Regions from separate parts of the Oryctolagus cuniculus genome. Here region 1 is linked to region 2. A link is a contact called in public Micro-C data. All regions are on one chromosome and are shown on one strand. The core of a region is the stretch at or near the end of the contact, and the rest is flanking DNA. Distances in the headings are between cores, read along the strand shown.

Region 1 (3,022 bases), core at 155-2,654, 530 kb before region 2:
TCAAATAAATAAAATAAATCTTTAAAAAATCAGTACTGATCCAGCCAGTCTGCATCTCAGGTAGCCAGACTTCTAAGTCTAATGCAGGTAGAGTTCAAATCATTCCTTATTGAATACTGAATCTGGGAGCAACATGCTTTGACATAACTTGGTGTAAAATTTACATTGCCAAGGGATAAAGTTTGTTTCTCAGGGTGTGACACAACTAGATAAAGCAATGAATGAATCTTTCTTCTGAATATTTCTCTAGTCAACTCCTCTATAGTTTTTTCTTTTTAAAGTGTTTTCCTTTCCTCTTTACCTTCAAGATGAACACCAAAGAGGAAGTGGTAGGTTTCCAGTTATTTCATGGCGGTATTTACTTGGGTTTAAGAATTCCTTAAACAAAATAAACCTGACTTACCATCCTGGGGAGGGGAAAAACGGAGCTGGATGACACATGGGACAGCTCCGATGTAAAAACACCTAAACCCTTTCTGTTATGTAGTTACTAGCATAGAGAGAGCAATGTCTCAACCCATCCAGCAAGTGTTTCCGGAAGATAACGTCCCCTTCACCTCTGAAGATCTAAGGAACAGGCATCAAGGTTTACGGTGATGAAAGTTTTAGTACGATAAAGCAAAAGTCTCAAATTTACACTGAATATTCCATACTTGTTTTTAACGCCATAAATTAGAGTAAGAACATGCCATCACTCAAGATCGTTTTTCCACTTGCCACAGGCTGGAAAAAAAAAATAAATGCTCGAAAGGCCCAAAATTTACACGAGCTGGAAGGCAGAGCAGGCGTGGTACTTATCGAGGTCCAGACACCCCTCCCCAGCAGGTCTGCGCCCGCTCCAGGACGCGCAAACAATGGCTCTACAGGCAGACCGGAGGCTCTCGCTGGGCCTCGCCGGCGCCTTTGAAGTCGCGACCGCAGCGGCCCCCTCTAGGGGAGTCCCCCGCGGCCGGGCAGCCCCAGACTGCCTCCCGGTCAGGGGAAACTCCGCAAAAGCGGCGGCTGCCGCTGCCGCAGCGCCTCCCCCACCGCCCCTTCGCCCTCGCGGCCGCACAGCCCATCAGGTTCGTGGCACCGTGACCGGAACCCGGGGGCGAGCCTCGGGGGTTACCTGGCCCGCACGGCCAGACACAGCACCATGGACGCAGCCGCAGCCAGCGCTTTGCCTGAGGCACACCGTTGTCCGCCGGCAGCTGTCCACCAACAAAGGCCGCAGCCCCGTCCCAGCCGCGACCGTGCCACTTACCCGCCGCCTACTGCTGGCGGCCGGCACGGCGCAAAGACCAGCCTGGTGCCGAAGGCAGCGTAGCCTCACTCTCCGAAAGCCAGTGACCGGCTCTGGCGCTGCGCAGCTTGCGGAAGCCTTCAGGGCTGACCTTGCTGCCAGGCGATTGGCTACGAGCAGCGCCAATCCCACGTTAACCCTGGCAGGGCGGGACCAAGTGCCGCGCGCCGGGTGCCCGCCCCGCCCCTCCGCACGCAAGCGCGCTGGGAGCGAAGGGGGCTGTTTCCCGCGTGGCCGGGCCTGGGCTCCAGGTGGGACGCCGCCGGCTCTCTGCTAGTGGACGGTGATTTCCTGCCTCGGGCGAGCAGGAAGGTACTGTCGTGTGGATAACGGGCGTGCATTCTTACATTCCCGTAGTCTTGAGGGCCTCTCCCCACAACGCGTCCCAGTCCGAGTGCTAGCACTAGCGCCGCCGCCTACGGTGGGCGCCTGCCGGGGGCGGGAAGGTGAAACCAGGCTCGCGGGCGCGCACTCGTGGGTAGCATTCGCTGAACAGGTCTGAGCTGGTTAGTGTTCTGTGGCCTTTGTCGCAGACCCTTCTGGGTACGGAACTGCAAAGTTGTTTTCCAGGCAGAAATGTTAATCTTGAGAGTGAGTGTGGGGCTTTATGGTATTATATATTGTGGCATCATTTTTAAGGGGCACTTGCAAACTTTTCCGTCAATCACGATTTTTACTGATGTCAATCTAGGTTTTTCCCGTACATTGAAGATAAGCACCCTGTGTTACATCCCGAGCATGCCAAAAATTTATATTGAGAACAGAAAAGGCTTGACTATAGAGTTTTTGAAATCATAAAATCAGATTTTCTTTACTTTGACGTTACAAAAAAAATTTGTGATTTTTATTGCTGAAGTAACGCAAAAACATTAATAAATTGATACATCTAGATGTCTTCTATGTTCTATGAAAATAATTGGATTATATTTATTCTGCTCATTTAAGTTTGTCTGTGATCTCCCCACAACTTGTGAGCTCTCTGATGGCTGTTTCTCTTTTAGGTACTCTTGTCTTTACCTGACTTTCCTGGTCATCAGGATCCTTGCAGGAGTGTTCCATTTTCCTCTTGGCAAATGTGGAAGGCTGATGATCCTGGCATTTTCAGACATTCTGTGCTGGCATTTGTAAGCATGACATTAACCTTTCCACTATTCAAAAGAGATCATTGGGGACACGCTCAGAAGAATGCTGTATTCCAGGATTATGTTAGGGATATGTGGTTAATATAAAATCCCAGTCTTCAGATGTTTCTGAGCCAAGGGGAAGGAATAGACAAATAGAGTAACCCATGGTGAGTTTTGGATTCAAAATAAGGAAAAGGTTTAGTGGGGGACAGAAAGGAATGCCATCTATGGGGGCTATGGAAGGGAGAGGTGGGAGCAGAGAAGAAAGGCTTCCCTGAGGAGATGACACTTGAACCAGCTGTGGAAGGTGGTCAGAAGTCATCCTAGAGGGAACTGTGTGAGCCAAGGAATGAGTGAATGCCGTCACAGTGAGAGAGAGAAGTGTGTAGTATGACTGACAGGGTGCCTTTGGAAGATGATAGGATGAGATTAGAAAGGTAGGCAGAGATTCAGTTAAGATGGTTGGATTTATCCTAAATAGCATTTGGAAACCTTAAAATATTGTGGAATAGCAGCATGATGAAACTTCAGTTACAGGAAGAACACTGCCCTGTATGTAGTTGCATTTGAGTCAAAATATCAATTAGGTGATTATTGCAATAGTTCAAGGGAA
Region 2 (2,997 bases), core at 272-2,771:
GACAGTGCCAGGGAAGCCAAAAAGAAGCCAGAGTTCAAGTGGGATTGCCCAACAGTGTCAACCACAGCACAGAGAGAGACCCATTTCCCTCAGGATCCTCCGTGGTACCCTGCTCCCTTCTACATCTGTGGGTTAGGCTGTTTCAGACTGGACAACCTTGGCCTCAGCTCTCTGCTTTGCTAGGTTAATGTCCACTCCAAGAGACTTGGAAAAGGCATCAGAAATCTAAAATCCATCCCAGCCTTCGCCTATTCAGTCCACATCTTGAAACGTGGGGTGGAATAAAGCCAAAGTGAACTGTGGTTATTACCAGATCTTCCCCAACTCAGTTAACTTGATTAACAAACATGCTCTTCCAATTTATTTCTCAAACACTTCGGTACTTGCTAAAAAGATCAAACAAGCAATAATTACAGGTACTGATTTCCATGAGCTAGCAACAGGTGCACAACTAATTTTAAAAGTATAAAGTTTTTTGTTTTTTGTTTTTTGGTTTTTTTTAAGAAAAGAAACACCAAAGAATAACAAACATCAGGGAACCAGGTCTGCGGATACAATGTTACACAGCTAGACGTTTTCCCCTAAAACAGAAACTGTTAAAAAAACACCCTGACCCTCTGCAGTAAAGCCCTAAGGCAACCGGTTCAGGCGCAAAGGGCACAGTAATTCTAAGCTCAGTTCTCCCTCCAATTGGGCACAGTGCTCCCTGGCGTTGCACGCGGGCTGGCGGGGCAGGCTTCAAGGCTCACGCAACCCAGCTTCCCAAAACGACTGCTACCAGTTTTCTTTTGCTAAGCCCAGGCTGTGGTGAGCAGCGCCTTCAGAAAGTTCAGCCCAGCGTCTGCACCTCACTCCGCAACACTGGCCGAAGTTCCCGACGCCTGCGCCAACGCTGCAGCCACCGGGCAAAGCCGGGCAACGAAGTCAGCTCGGCTGCAGCGCGTGTCTGTGGGGGCACAAATCATGCCACGCAACGGGTCGCGACCGCATCCGAGGCCCAAGAAAGGAAGAAGTCAGGGCCAAAGGACAGAAATGGGAGGTCCAGGCTAACAGCCAGGACGGCAGAAAACCGTGCAGTTGCGGCAAACAAGGTGCCGGAGGGCGAAAAGCCGCAACCCGGAAGAGGCGGGCTATGCGAGGGCTTGGGGACGGCCGGGGCTCGGATCCCAGAGCTACGACCCCCACAGCGACCCCACACAGTCTCCACGCTGCCCTTTTCCCCCACCCCGTCGAGCGCAGCAGACGAGCAAGCCCTCGGCCGCTCGCTCCTTCACTCACCTCCACAGGAGCCTACACACATCCTGCTGTCCCATGGCCAAAGGACTCCGAGGCCAAAACTCAGGGAGCAGGGGGAACCCAAAAATCTCCTCACGTCAGACCCGCCCACCGCTCCTGCACCGCCCAGGACACCGATGATCAGTCCTCCAAGAGGCCAGAGCGGCCTATGGTGGCTTTTCCGGTACGGGGCGCTGAGAGGCGGGGCAAGAACCAGTGCTGGAGGAAACGCAGTGAGGGCGGGGGAGGGCGATGGGCCAGGGGTGGGGCCCTATGGGGGCGGGGTCCTTTGGGGGCGGGACCCTATAGGGGCGGAGGCATGCTCGGAGGCGGGGCCAGAGTGAAGGCGGAGAGAGGGGAGAGAAGGGAGTGCGGACTTGGGCTGATTAACAGCAAACGAGATTGCCCTCTAGAGGCTGCTGTCGGAAACGTCAAAGCTTGCCTGAAAATTTGACTAGCTTGGATTGATGCCAAGACTTTTTCTGGAATTTTAATAACTTATTTGACAATGTAGACGTTTTTTAAAAAAATTTATTTATTTGAAATTCAGAGTTACAGAGAGAGAAGGAAAGGCAGAGAGAGATCTTCCATCCGCTGGTTCACCCTCCAACTGGCCACAATGGCCAGAGATGTGCCAATCCAAAACCAGGAGCCAGGAGCCTCTTCCTGGTCTCCCACGCAGTTGCAGCGGCCCAAGCATTTGGGCCATCCTCCACTGCCTTCCAAGGCCACAGCAGAGAGCTGGACTGGAAGAGGAGCAACCAGGACAGAATCCAGCGCCCCAACCGGGACTAGAACCTGGGGTGCTGGCAGGCCTTCATAGGAGCCATGCCTTGGAGGCATGAGGCGGAGGATTAGCCTAGTGAGCCGCAGTGCTGGCCAAACACTCCTTTTTTAAAAAAAAAAAAAAGGGCCGGCGCCGCAGCTCACTAGGCTAATCCTCCGCCTAGCGGCGCCGGCACACCGGGTTCTAGTCCCGCTTGGGGCGCCGGATTCTGTCCCGGTTGCCCCTCTTCCAGGCCAGCTCTCTGCTGTGGCCAGGGAGTGCAGTGGAGGATGGCCCAGGTGCTTGGGCCCTGCACCCACATGGGAGACCAGGAGAAGCACCTGGCTCCTGGCTCCTGCCATCGGATCAGCGCGGTGCGCCGGCTGCAGCGCGCCGGCCGCGGCGGCCATTGGAGGGTGAACCAACGGCAAAAGGAAGACCTTTCTCTCTGTCTCCCTCTCACTGTCCACTCTGCCTGTCAAAGAAAAAAAAAAAAGAAAAAGAAAAAATAAAAAAAAGATGTATTTATTTATTTGAAGTCAGTTACACAGAGAGAAGAAGAGGCCGGGGGGGGGGTGTCTTCCATCATCCTCTGGTTCACTCCCCAGTTGGCTGCAACAGCCGGAGCTGTGCCTATCTGAAGCCAGGAGACTGGAGCTTCCTCCAGGTCTCCCACATGGGCACAGGGGCCCAAGGACCTATGCCATGCTCTACTGCTTTCCCAGGCCATAGCAGAGAGTTGGATCAGAAGTGGAGCAGCCAGGACTCAAACTAGTGCCTATATGGGATGCTGGCATTGCAGACATGGGCTTAGCCCACTATGCCACAATGCCCAACTCCAGTAGCTTACTCTTAAATGAAATTAAGATTTAACTCAACTGCTGCAACCATTGTTAAGAAGTTTGTTTGTCTACTTCAGGATTCACCCAGTTGTCTCACATAAGGTGATTTCATCA

Evidence for each region. A called contact is a pair of places that touch in the nucleus more often than the background predicts.
Region 1: a Micro-C map of ear pinna shows a contact between it and region 2, with 5 times the contacts expected there. The contact joins the promoter of ORMDL1 here to the promoter of HIBCH in region 2. A contact is called at or near these places in 2 of 6 Hi-C or Micro-C datasets (ear pinna and skin fibroblasts).

What each region holds. Positions count from the first base shown.
Region 1 is chr3:50,572,537-50,575,558 of mOryCun1.1, reverse strand. It overlaps ORMDL1 (ORMDL sphingolipid biosynthesis regulator 1), which reads right to left and starts at 1,404. Exons shown (of 5, transcript XR_011387200.1): 1 at 1,247-1,404. PMS1 (PMS1 homolog 1, mismatch repair system component) reads left to right here. Exons shown (of 14, transcript XM_008258829.4): 2 at 2,287-2,409.
Region 2 is chr3:50,038,741-50,041,737 of mOryCun1.1, reverse strand. It overlaps HIBCH (3-hydroxyisobutyryl-CoA hydrolase), which reads right to left and starts at 1,521. Exons shown (of 14, transcript XM_002712340.5): 1 at 1,279-1,521. The coding sequence starts at 1,313.